Linked DNA regions of Danio rerio: region 1 is linked to region 2. Evidence: chromatin contacts called from public Micro-C data. All regions are on one chromosome and are shown on one strand. Each heading gives the region's core, a stretch centred on a gene start, on an enhancer-like site or on the middle of the called end of the contact. The rest is flanking DNA. Distances are from core to core; before and after follow the strand shown.

The links. A called contact is a pair of places that touch in the nucleus more often than the background predicts.
Region 1: a Micro-C map of caudal fin shows a contact between it and region 2, with 4 times the contacts expected there. The contact joins the enhancer-like site here to the promoter of ppap2d in region 2. A contact is called at or near these places in 4 of 18 Hi-C or Micro-C datasets (caudal fin, embryo, fibroblasts and 1 more) and 3 of 4 datasets of contacts at active chromatin or transcription factors (caudal fin, embryo and pancreas).

What each region holds. Positions count from the first base shown.
Region 1 is chr3:48,474,595-48,481,394 of GRCz12tu, reverse strand. No RefSeq gene overlaps it. Among named protein-coding and RNA genes, the nearest start is that of ppap2d, 73 kb to the right of the region's middle. Within about 2 kb of position 2,939, at least 21 of the 62 cell types and tissues checked have an H3K27ac peak or open chromatin away from gene starts, as enhancers often do. A contact at or near this core is called in caudal fin, where this site is marked.
Region 2 is chr3:48,399,407-48,406,618 of GRCz12tu, reverse strand. It overlaps ppap2d (phosphatidic acid phosphatase type 2D), which reads right to left and starts at 1,317. Exons shown (of 6, transcript NM_001079978.1): 1 at 877-1,317. The coding sequence starts at 1,069.

The DNA of each region.
Region 1 (6,800 bases), core at 1,690-4,189, 73 kb before region 2:
CGATCATTATATAGCAAAGTGTTTGCGGCTTTGGATTTATGAGGTAGTTTTAGTGCTGCTGTGGGGTGAACCGCTGCCTGTGTAGTGTTTTGCCGGCCTTTTGTTTGCAAGTGTTCTTGATAATGAGCCGATAGGAATGTAATCAGATCCAGGAAGGTATGCCCTTCATCTGATTGCTGTCTCAGGTATGAAGCGCTCGCGTCTGAGTGGAACCTACGTGGAAGAATACATGCAGAAGAAATCCTCCATCGTATTCGATTCTTATCTCAAAGACGTCACTTTCATTGATGAGGGCAGCTATTTTTGAATGTTTGTTCACCTAATTTCTTATCAATGTCATTCCCATGCGGTACGAGCCATGTGTTGGTCAAAGAAGAACATTTGGTAATCTTTGTTTTCCTTGATAACGAGGGGTGAAAGGTCTGAAATGTTTCACAGGCTCCGATTAGGACTCAATCAGGCAGATCGAAATGTCCAGGGGCGAGCCAGATGCAACTGTTGGGAAATAGAAAGAGAGAGCAGAAAAAGGCAGGAGTTAAGTGCTGAGGAAGAATGCTTTTAAAGTAAGCATGACATCAGAATCTATTAAAGGCATAGTTCACCTGAAATTAAAACTTGGTTGTTAATTTACTCATTCACAGACTATCAAATACATTATTAATACATATTATAGAAGTATAAAAGAAGATTTGTTCTGCCTTTTGATGAAGTGCAAGTTAACAACTAGCATGATTTAAGAGAAAATATAATTCTGTGGAACATTAATTACAACATCTTTACATGTTTTCCAAAGTCTCATCAAATGAGCTCAAGCTTCTTATCTCATAATAACTTGTGTGTGGCTGCTGTTCCAAGTTTCTTGCACAAACATTTCTTTGTACAACAGGGTTGAACACACATACAGTTGAAGTCAGAATTATTATCTTACCTTTGAATTTTTTTTATTAATTTTTTAAATATTTCCCAAATTATATTTAACAGAGCAAGGAAACATTTACAGTATGTCTGATAACATTTTTTTCTTCTGGAAAATGTCTTATTTGTTTTATTTAGGCAAGAATAAAATCAGTTATATATATATATATATATATATATATATTTTTTTTTTTTTATAGTCTACAGTACAAACCATCATTATATAATAACTTGCCTAATTAGCCTGCCTAGTTAACCTAATTACCCTATTTAAGCCTTTAAATGTGACTTCAAGCTGAATAGAAGTGCCTAGTCAAATATTTACTGTCATCATGGCATGATTTGTTTTCACCTTATGGTTAAAGTTGTTAACCATAAGGTTCCTGCCTCAAAATGAGCGAGTTTGAGCCACTTGTACATTAAGGAAGTGTTCAGAAAAACAAAACACCAGCAAAGAAACTCGACACAGAGGAACAAAAACACCTCACTGCCAACTAGCGTTTTGGAAGTGTTATTTTAGAGCAATAGCAACAGTGTGCAGAAGTATAAATGCACAGCGCGTTGCATGCACCATGTGTCACGCCAATCACTTTACACAGAAGCATAAATCAGGCTGTAGGACAACGCTATTTTGACTTCAAATAAAAACGTCAAAATTATGTTGATATTTGGTTGCAAAGTGACCAAAATCCAATGTCTGATAGATGCCATAGTGGTAACGCCCACACAATGTCAAGGTGTAATATGATTAGGCGATATTTTCTTGATTTTAGGTTGAACGTTGGACACTAACGTCGGCCTGACATTGGGTTCCGACGTCAACCCAATTTTCATTTCTAAACAAAACGTTGAGGGACGTTGGAGTACAACATCAATATAACATGTTAATGTCCTATGCCTGCAGGGATGGATCACACATAGATAGATAGATAGATAGATAGATAGATAGATAGATAGATAGATAGATAGATAGATAGATAGATAGATAGATAGATAGATAGATAGATAGATAGATAGATAGATAGATAGATAGATAGATAGATAGATAGATAGATAGATTTTCATGTCTGAAAATACTTCTGTTTAATCCTTCAAGAGCAAACAAAATAATACATCACCATTCACATTCGTTGTGGATGAAACAATGTCCTGCCTAAGAACATTCTGCTAAATATATTTATACACCATATTGCAGAAATCTAAATAAAACTGCATCTTGACTTCAGTTTATCAATTGGGAATTTGCCAAAACTTCAACAGCGTAAAAAATCAAAAGACCAGACTAACCTTTGCTGAGGAGCATGCTGTGTGGACTGAGAACTGGACCAAAGTTCACATTAGTCATGAAGGTGGATTTCATTTGTTTTAGTCCAATGGGGAAAGTCTGAAAGTGTGTGCAGAAGTCATGAAAGGTGAAGTGTCATGGTTTCAAGGAGTTTTCTTCAGCAGGAGTTGTTTTTAAAATGTCAAAAGGTTTATCAGAAGCTGCTCCAGGAACAGAATGTGGTTCATTCCCTGCATTCATCACTCAATCTTGCAGAAATCTCATGCAGACAATGAATCTAACTTTGCAACAGCAGTTTCTTGAACCTTTGGCCCTTAATAAATATTATTAAATATACATAATAATATCTAGCAATTCTAAAATATGATTTCATACTTTACTTTAAACCCTTCAGAATTGGCATGTCATCTTGTCTTTGAAAGTAGCAGGGAGTTGTATTTATGGGAAGAATCTCATCTTATCGTTGTTGACTCCAGGCTGCAGGATTATTAGGCAAAGCGAAGGCCGTTGGTGAAGATTTAGTGGTAAGACGAGTTAAGCGAAATGCGTTATGTAAAAAAAAAAACAGAGCCATACATTATGGAACATGTACACTACAAGTCAGGTATGAAATATGTTTCCTGGTAACAACACTGTGAAACAAAACAGCCTCAAAACCACGGTCACATTCCTTCCCACCCCAGCGCCCCACACCCAGAGCCCCCGAAACACCTCCCTGTGCCTCAGCAACAGCCAACCGCAGATCCCGTCCCCCTTGGCCCTCATACCACACCTCCGCTCATGCCTTCACTGCTGCACTTTATCTCTCCCTCGCTTGACTTTTACTCGTCTGAAAGTGCGCTGGAGAAGAATAAAACAGAACCTGCGTACTAAAGCGCTCACTTGTTCACTTGCTAAGTAGTCCCTACATAGTGTTTGGCAGTTGAGTAGGCTATATTATGAAAGAGGGAACTGTCTAGACTATGTCTACACTAACATGGATCAATTTTCATTCATTCAGTTTTTTTTTTTTTTTTCAAAATGTTGGCCATTCACACCGAAACATTTAAAAATGCTTACTGCACATGAGTAAATTGTACGAGGCCTCACAGTTCGCATCAGTTCCTCATGGCATTTGTTTACTTTCCGCACTTTGAAATGTTGTGGGAATATGTTGAGGAAAGACCAAGGCTGTTTCACAATATGCGTTCTTGTCTGTACTTGCATTCTTGTGAAACGTCATCAACCGTCGCCGAAGTACTGTTCCAATTCAAAGATCACATCTTGCCAAGCACAGAAAAAATTCCCGGATGTGTATTTGATCTGCCCCTTTTGCCAAGGATGCATAGAGAGGGGACTTGTGCGAATTTGTGAAGCACAGGTATCCCAGAATGCATTGCAGCGTAACCAGCGAAAGCTAAAGGTAGAGGAGAAAACCTGCACGGTTTTAAAAATACTCCTCTGTTGTGTCACAAAATGAAGTTTTAAGAGTTTTTCAGGTGAGAATGTTATTCATTCATTCATTTTCTTGTCAGCTTAGTCCCTTTATTAATCCAGGGTCGCCACAGCGGAATGAACCGTCAACTTATCCAGCAAGTTTTTACACAACGGATACCCTTCCAGCCGCAACCCATCTCTGTGAAACATTCACACACTACAGACAATTTAGCCTACTCAATTTACCTGTACCATATGTCTACAGGAGCACCTGGAGGAAACCCACGCAAAGGCAGGGAGAACATGCAAACTCCACACAGAAACGCCAACTGAGCCGAGGTTCTAACCAGAGACCCAGCGACCTTCTTGCTGTGAGGCAACAATACTACCTAATGCGCCACTGCCTCGCTAGGTGAGAATGTAGTTGTTTTAAACTTGAATCGGCAGTTTATTTATAAAAATAGCGTGTATTTGGCGATGTGCCTCAGCTTATGTGAACTGACCCCCAGCCTGTCAGCAGGAGCTTTGTCATCACAGATGTACCGCTGGATCCCATGTCTCCATTGTGGTTAATACTTGATATTTAATACATCTTGTGCATATCTAGCGGACAGTCTTTGGTCTTTAAAATCTATTATTTGTTCTCAGGTGTAATATTTTAGCAGTGTTGTTTTATTCCGTTTTATAATTGTCTTTAATTATGTTATTGTGTTGTAAGCTGTTTGTCTTTGTTTATCAAATTGACTAGCGTTATCTTTATTTCCTATTATTTACATCTTGTACTTTATACTTGTGTAATGTCCATTGTAGTTTATTAAATCTGATAATCAAAGACACGAGTCTGTATAATAACCTATTTCACTTTACATGTATGGCTATTTATGCTTATATTCTCTTAAATCAAAAATATTCATTCATAACATTAATACAATATTAATTATAGGGCCGTACCTAATTAAATCATTTTATTCTTAATGTACAGTGAAACCGATGAATCCATGGTGAGGTAAGTAACGTTATAAAGTACACCGCCATTCTATTTGAAGTAGTACCCGACTTGTGTCCTCGCGTCCTCTGTAGTCCGTTCTTCCAAGTGTGAACTTGGCAAGTCTGAACTTCCAAGGTTGCAAGTCTGAACTTTGTGTACTTGGTATTGAGAAACAGCTCAACAGTGAGGTGGAGTTGTTGCTATAACCCAAAAAGCACAAACATCATAAGATTAGGTTAGATTTAGGTTGTGATGTCACCAAAATTCAGCGTTTAGGGACATCTAATAAAGTATTTTGCTGTCCAGTAACGTCATCAAATGTAGTTTATGTTTGGTTGATTTTAGACTGTTTTGAAAAGTGACCAAAATTCAATGTCGAGCCAACATTTTAAACCAATGTCGTCAAATGATGACATTTATTTGTCAGGTATGGCAACCAAAACCCAAAGTCTGATCGTAACTTATTTTTGGCCGAAGTGGTGTTTAGCAGCTTTTGCACCTTAACTTTTCAATTTTGTTTAATGAATATTGGTTAATTTTTGTTAATATTTATAGACTACAATTCACTGTTCTTTTGTCTAATTCCTTGTATTATTTGGTAAAAAGAGAACAGAACAACTGTTTTTTTGATAGTTCAATTAAAATTATAGAAGTGTAGTTAAAATACTTTAACATTTCGCAACAGTTCAACAATTGTGTAAAATAGGGCTGACACCCATTTATTTTTTATAAAAAACACTAAACCTAATTTTAACTGTGAATAAATATGAGAAATAACTATCAACTATAAAACACAAGTGTATGAATATGCTCTGTTTAATTATTATCCAGTCATTTGTGAAGTAATATGGGTTCAATTATTAGTGGAACTGGTCATCTTCCATTGTTTACATCAACTGTGTTCCATCTTTTTTTGCTCTTTCCCTGCTTCCTAATGCTTTTGAGAAATGGCGCTTTAAAATATGTACACACATCAAATATCAGAGTGGATTATGTGTAAAAAGCAATGATTGAATATAGGGAATAAAATCACTCAGCAGTGCAAAATGGCAGACACCTGATATTGTTCACTACATAGTGAATAGGGAGCAAGTTTGGGACACAGGCAGAGCAGCAAAGCCTCCCCCTCTGCTTCTAACACTTTGCCAGCTTTTATCTGGCCGGGAATCGCAATGGTAGCATGACCCCGAAAGCAGCCAATGCGCTCCATTGCACTTGAACAGAGAGAGAGAGAGAAAGAGAGAGAGGGAGAGAGAGAAACCGCGGGGATTGGATGTCTAATGTTAAACTAGTTTCCTTGAAGAGCTGCTCTTGTGTTTCTCTCGACAGAAATGTTTCATTATTTCAGCACTCTAACATCTTGAGTTGAAGTTTGAAGCTACTTTAGCCTGATGAAGCAATAAGCCTTGAGAGGTTTTGCGCTGCGGATTTTTAACACATGAGAGGGGGTGTTCAAAGAACAACAGTTCTGTTTTTGAATCAGCCTTGCATTGCTTATCTGTTGTGTTGTATTTGTGTTGTTTTTTCATTGTTCAAAGGGTCAAGGTTTGACTTGTTAGTATTAGCAGTCAGCTCATCCTCGTAGTAAGTACAACATCTAGCAGCAAGAAGCATTCTTTTCCATTGAAAGTCATTCAGAATAAGTTTTGTGTTCTAATGGGCTATTTGTTTCTTATTCTCAAGGCTGCATTTTGTTTCAAACAAAAATATAATAAAAACTAGGAATTTTGTATGTTTCAACATATCATTTATTCATGTGGTGTCAAGAATAAGGGGCTTGCATCATTGTTTTCTACTAAAAACAGAAGCCCTTACATTTATTTTTTTTTTTGAGGACCTCAGGACTCAAAGTGCGTTTTTTTTTTTTTTGATGCCGTTATTATCTCAGTTTAAACTACTAAATATAATATCTGTAAGATATCAATCAACAGTATGGCCAGACAGAATCTGCAGACATTTTTTATCTATTTCTGTTAAGAATTTTGTAAAGAATCTGATGATTTCTATGTAGTGATTTTTTGGAGTAGCATAATTAAAAACTTAAGCCTCTACCGCATGGTGTTAACATGAGATTTATGTTCATTTCTGTTTCTTAAAGACCAACATTCTATTTTTATTATTATTATTATTATTATTATTATTATTATTATTATTATTATTTAATTTTATTTTTTTTGTAAAGAGAATACCTTAGTC
Region 2 (7,212 bases), core at 68-2,567:
AAATGCTGTGCTGTTGTTGTGATCAGTTCTTATGCCATTGCAATTCCTTCTGTGCTAATGTAGTTCGTTCAAATGGCATTCCTAGAACCAAAACCCTTCCCAGTTCTTGTAGTGCCAAAATGAGGGCATTATCAGACATAATCAAATGCATTTCATTAGAAAAAAAAAGCATTTAATTATGCATCAGATCAGGTAGTGGTAACAGTAAAAATAGCAGTTTCACTTTTTTCTAACTTTTAATGAAAGTTACAATAAAGTACAGCCAAAACAAAGTAAATAACACATGCGGTTCGAGCCATCTGAAAAGGCAGTTTCACTTTTCTCTGGAGAACTGCTTGTTTCCATGGATACGCTGAATTTCCCAGGACAAACTTTCCTGCCAACTCTAAACTGAAGACACACAAACCACGTGCGCAGAGGTTATGAACTTATTATTTTCCCTTTCTAAGCTCTGATTTGGCTTTTTAGGGGGATTATTTGGATTGAGCAACTTTTGAGACTTTGTTCCCATGTCAAGTCGTTTGCGTCAGAAACATTTTTGTTATATATTGTGAGGACAACACATGAAGTAGTTGCACAACTTTTAAAGCCCTGCTATAAATCTGTTGTGCTGCTTTAGAATTGTTTTCTTTGCATAGAAGCAGAGGAGGTGGGAAAAAATTGCATCAGCTTGGCATAACCTTAATGCATAACAAGTTATGAAATATCTTTGAACTGACCTGCAGAACGTTATATAATGTTTCTTAATGCTAAAACCAAGAAGTGTAACCTAGTTATTTGATGACACTTTTGCAAATGATCTAATGACATGCCATTATGTCATTAACATAACAATGAAAGTTATTTCAAACTCTCACACAACTTTCTTTCTCTTACCCACGAGCAGACAGAGGATGTCCAGCCCAACCAGCATCTTTCTGCTGGAGCACTGAACCGTATCCACAGGTTCAGCGGGGCTCAGGATGTGCTTCGTGCCGTTCTCCCTCGCTGCCTCTCCGGATCCGCCGTTATCCGCCAGCCGCTGCTGGAGCTCCGAATTCATACTGTTCACCGAATTCAACTTCTGCATGATGTCCGTAAAATTCAATACTTTTTTTGCGTATATGTTATCCTTTATAACGCAGATAAAACCAACTTGACAGCTTAAGAATAAAGTTCACTTTAAGTTTCGAATCCTTCTGAACGTTTCCGTTAAAATCCAATAACTGTCACAACTCAAGCGTACGTTTAAAATAAGTGAATGCCGAAACTTTAACTAATAAAAGCGAACAATCTTGCACAGGGATCCTGGTTCGCTCTCTTTTACACGAAAACTCCTTTCTCCAGCACTTGAGAGAAGTTTGAGCTGCAGTTTGGCCATCATCATCTGGACATGATGGAGAAAAGCACATTCCTGAAAACATATGTCAGTCAAAAGTTGTCATCCTCTGTGACTTGTACTCTCCATGTCAAAACTCCTATTTCCTTCCCCAACCGAGAGAAAACTTGAAGCGGATCGTGTTTTGATTTGTGGGTATTAGTTATTCCTCCGCCCCTCTTTGGGGCTGTCACAAATCCTACTGAGCTTCCTTCCTAGACAGCATTCTGGTGTTGAATATGCGATCCGAACGTGTGAAAACTTGGTAGATGGATACTTAGGGAACGTTTTCGCCTGTGAAATTTTATTTTTAATTAATCTGATCGTTAACACCAACATTGAAAAAAGATGTTTAATGCTTGTTCAAACTACTTATTTAAAATAAAATTATTATTATTATTATTATTATTGTTGTTGTTGTTGTTGTTGTTGTTGTTGTTGTTGTTATTATTATTATTACTATTATTATTATTATTATTAATTAATTAATTTATTTATTTATTTATCGTTTATTTTTTATTTTTTTATTTATTTTCTTGTTTTTGTTTTAGGGTTGAACTTGTTTTTTTTTTTTTTTTTTTTTTATGATCTGATCTTTTTATGAATGGTGATTTTGTAATTTGCCAGCCATGTTGACCAGGGAGAGAGTACTGTCCCAATGTGATCTCCTGGCTAAATAAAGGAAATAATAAATAATATTAGTAATAACTTAACTGTTTTATATCTAATCTACTATAATTTCTAAAAACAACTAAATCAATTTGTTTTGCGACAACATAACGTAATTGTGTGAAGTCCTGCATAAAGATTTACTAAGACACAGTAAAAGCATTCTTAGTATAAAATAACAGGATAGTCCACAAGACCACAACAAAGTGGAATGATATGAATAAACTAACTGCACTCTACAAAATTATATGATTATAGCAGCAAATATTTATGACAGTGAAGGTTTTTAGTTCATTGCAACTTATTAAACTAAGTAATCAGGTTCTAACTTGAATTTACGCAGGCTGTTTTAAGTCAGTTTAACATAGCATAATTTCAATGGACTCATAAGGTTAATTTGATTCAGCCTAAGCATTTAAGAAAACCGTGATTATTTATTTATTCATTCATTTTCTTGTCGGCTTAGTGAGTCCCTTCATCAATCCAGGGTCGCCACAGCAGAATAAACCGCCAACTTATCCAGCAAATTATTACGCAGAGGATGCCCTTCCAGCCGCAACCCACCACACACTCATACACTACAGACAATTTAGCCTACCAAATTCACCTGTACCGCATGTCTTTGGACTGTGGGGAAAACTGGAGCACCCAGAGGAAACCCACACAAACACAGGGAGAACATGCAAACTCCACACAGAAACACCAACTGAGCCAAGCACAGCTTAGACTCAAACAAGCGACCCAGCGACCTTCTTGCTGTGATGTGACAGCACTACCCCTGCTTCAGCCCATATTTATTTTTTATTTATTTTTTTTTTTTCTCGTGTGTAATCAGTTATATGAAAAGTTTCTTTTTTTCAGCTGATGAATATAAAACATTGTTTGCCAATTAACTTCTATGCCTTAAAAATGGTCATGCAGACAGAGAAAATGTAGTGCAGATGTGCTGCTGCGCTTTTTTAAATCGTTTTTATAATGTTCTTGGTATGAATGTCCCTCAGATTTGACATTAAGAATTTAAGAAGTTATGTTATGAAATAGAAAGTTAATCCTTTTATGACTTTCTATTTGTTATTGCTATTTAACAGTGTCATATGCAGCTAATTCTAGATCTGTGCATGAAGGGCACAGCCAAAAATAGACAAAAGCTTCTGTTTGGGACAGGTTTATATATTATATATTTGGCTTAATGTACAGTATCGTTATTCTTTTTTTTTATTTCATGTTTGTTTTTTATTTATTAAATTGTTAAAAATATTGTGTGTATGTATATATACATACTGTACACACACAAACACACACACACATATATATATATATTAATATATATATATATATATATATATATATATATATATATATATATATATATATATATATATATATATATATATATATATATATATATATATATATATATATATATTACAATTTTATTAATTAATAACTGTTTTCTTGTTGTATGTAGTTTCAAATTAAATTATTACCCCAGTCATTTTTAATTTTATTACAATAGTAACAACAACAACAACAATAGAAATAATGATGATAATAATCATTATTATTATTATTATTATTATTATTATTATTATTATTATTATTAATAGTAGTAGTAGTAGTAGTAGTAGTAGTAGTAGTAGTAGTATATAAATATAATAATGACATGAACACAACAACCACAACAACAATAATAATAATAATAATAATAATAATAATAATAATAATAATAATAATACCAATAATAATTATTATTATTAGAGTGATTTTTGAAGGATCATGTGATGCTAAAGACTAGAGTAATGACTTTGAAAAATCATATTTTAAATCACTGGAATTAATTATTAAATAAAATTTTTATAGCACAATAACATTTCACAATTTTACAATTTTTACTGTATTTTTGATTAAGTCAACGCAGCCTTGATGAGCAGGAAAAGCTTATTTTGAAACAATTAAACTACTGACCCCAAACGATAGATGTACAGTGTAATGAAAAAGAAAGTGTTTCCTTTGTACATTTGAAAGGTTTTACATTACAAACTGACCACAATGTCAAAACATTCTTGTTCCAATTAATTAATTAATAAATAAAAAAAAAAGAAAAATAAATAGGTAACAATATATTAAATAAATAATAAAAAATATTAAATAAATAAGAGGCAGCACGGTGGCACAGTGGGTAGCACAATCGCCTCACAGCAGGAAGGTCGCTGGTCGAGCCCTGGCTGGGTCAGTTGGCATTTCTGTGTGGAGTTTGCATCTTCTCCCCGTTTTCGTGTGTGTTTCCTCCAGTGCTCCGGTTTACCCCACAAGTACAAAACATGTAGTATAGGTGAATTAAATAAGCTAAATTGTCCAAAGTGATTGAGGGTGTGTGTGAATGAGAGTGTGTGGATGTTTCCTAGTGATGGGTTGTGACTTAAAGGACATCCGCTGCATAAAACATATGCTGAATAAATTGGCAGTTCATTCCGCTCTAGCGACCCCAGATTCATGAAGGGGCTAAGCCGAAAAGAAAATGAATGAATGGATAATAAATAAATAAATAAATAAATAAACATTTTATTCATGCAAGGCATGTAACAGTGCAAAACTGGGAATATTTGATCCTTATAAACACATGTACATTGCAGAGTCATTGACATTTCAAATAAGTCCTAAAGATATGTCCTAAAATTCAGAGTGTTTATTCAGCAAACCTTTTATTGATGTTTATTAGACCTTTGAACACAGCAGATGTTTACCAAACAATACATCTTGCAGACATATGTCAACCATTTTTCAAAGTTATGTTTGTATAGATAACACTGATTTGATAAGAGTGTGGGTTTCAAAAACGTGTACCTTGAAATTGCCTTAAAAAAGTCTTGCACTTCGACCAAAAAAAAAAAAAAAAAAAAACATTTTCAGGTCCAAAAATTACAACAGTTATGTAAATTAACATCCAATAGTTAGTTTTTAAAAGCAATAGTCACACTCAGAAAGAAAGAAAGAAAGAAAGAAAGAAAGAAAGAAAGAAAGAAAGAAAGAAAGAAAAAAAAAAAGAAAGAAAGAAAGAAAGAAAGAAAGAAAGAAAGAAAGAAAGAAAGAAAGAATTGTCTTTTATCAATAGTGTAGCGAAGTATCTGACAGAAACCACTTTTAAAGCTCATAGATTTTATTGAAAGCTTTCTGTCGGTCAACACTGCAAATCTGTTCAATCAACTTAAATCCCCTGCAGCAAAGCTTGTCTTCTTTCCTCTCTCTATCCTTTCTCATGAGAGCAGCAAATGTTGCCTCTTCTTGTCTTTCAGCTCCAACTAATTTAAGGCACTGATCAGCAGATTTTTTTCTCTTTTTTTCTTTTTTCTTTTAATTGAATGTAGTAGATTTATATATATTTGTTGTTCACACCTTTTCAATGTACTCACAGCACAGATTACAACAGAATAATATTAACTGTAATCAGTTTTTTACTTTTATTTATTTATTTTTTTGTAAATGTCACTTTGCATAATCTTGGTTCTTGTAAAGGTTTCATGGAGACCTCCATGTTTTCAGTTATATTTGCAAGTCTGGGGATCTTTGGAGAATTGGGAAATGTTGCCATCTGGTGAGTGTTTTGACAATGACATTTTCCTTTCCGTCCCACCTCGGAGAGCCTCTCTGTGCTCTTGAAGGGACAGTTCACCCAAAAATGTAACCAAAAATGTACTCACTATTTACTCGCCCTCAAGTTGATCCAAATTGGTATGAGTTTTATTCTTCTGCTGAGCACAAAAGAAGATGTTTAGAAGTTAGCTGAATGGTTTTGTCCTTTGTTATATACATTTTAATCAAGCATATTTGATTGGCATTCTAAAGCTTATGGTAAATCTTTACCACCTGATGCAGAACTTGTAGTCCTTGTCTTTAGGTATGATTGTGGCTTGTGCAACGGGATTGGAAGTCATCTTTACCCCCTTCATTTTCAAATTGAATTGCGAACATGATTTTGGTAATACAGGTAGAATGATTGAGATTTCTGAGGACTCATTCTATTGACATTTTTTGTAGTGTTTAGGGTTCTTAACTATCTGGATGAACAAACCAGCCAGTCAACCTCTGTGATTTCTCAGAGACTTGATTGACTTATTTTATTAATTTATTAATTTATTTAGTTTTATTTCTTTATAATGTTTTCTGTTGTCACCCGCTAAACTATGTTGTCATTGTTGTTTTGCTCTTTGACACATTCGATGGGATTTGTCTGGGACAGTGGCGAGTGTTGTGTGTATGTGTTTCTTTGTGGTTGTTCTTAAAAAAATCCAACAAAATATAATTAATAAAAAAAAATAATAAATTAAGCGAAAATCTGTTACCATTGACTTCCTTAGTAGAAACAAAACAAATAGAGATACATGGTCACAAGTTTCCAGCTTTCTTCAAATTGTCTTATTTTTTGCTCAACAGAAGAAAGAAACACAAAGGTTTGGAACAAGTGAAGGGTGAATAAATGATGACAGAATTTTCATTTGTGGGTCAACTTTTTCGGTAATGTTAGCTTGTGTAATACATGCAAATTTATGTATTTATTTAAATCACATCTAATTTATTAAAAAAATATATTTAAGTTTTCAGTGTTTTGTGTCCAGCATAGTGTGGACAGATGGCATAACCATAGCAAAACTTATGCCTTTTCAAACTAAATTTTATTAGTGTGAACAGGGCCTAATATTCACGACCTAACCCTAACCCAAATATGTCCAATTGTGGACCAAAATTGTGGTCAATGCTGATTCTAGGGATATTTTATGAAGTAAAAATTAACAAATAAAACCATTTCAGAAGATTTTTTTTTACTTAAAAAAGTCATATAACTACTATGTATATTTCAGAGAACAATTTAACTTATTGAACCAATCCAGTATATAGCACATTTATTAGATATAAAAATGCAATTATTAGCAATTTTAGAAGAATATCTCCAGTTTTAGTGTCACGTGATTCTTCAGGAATCATTTTAATATTCTGATTTGATTATCTTGAAATGAATTAATATAAGCAATTGTGAAAGCAATTGTACTGCTTAAGTTTAAATAGAATTTAATAAGTTAAATTTAAGAATTGGGGCGAGGCAGTGACGCAGTAGGTAGTGCTATAAATGAAGGTAATGAATGAAATTTAAGAATTGCCTAAGTTTTAAAGAGAATGCTTTTGAAACATAG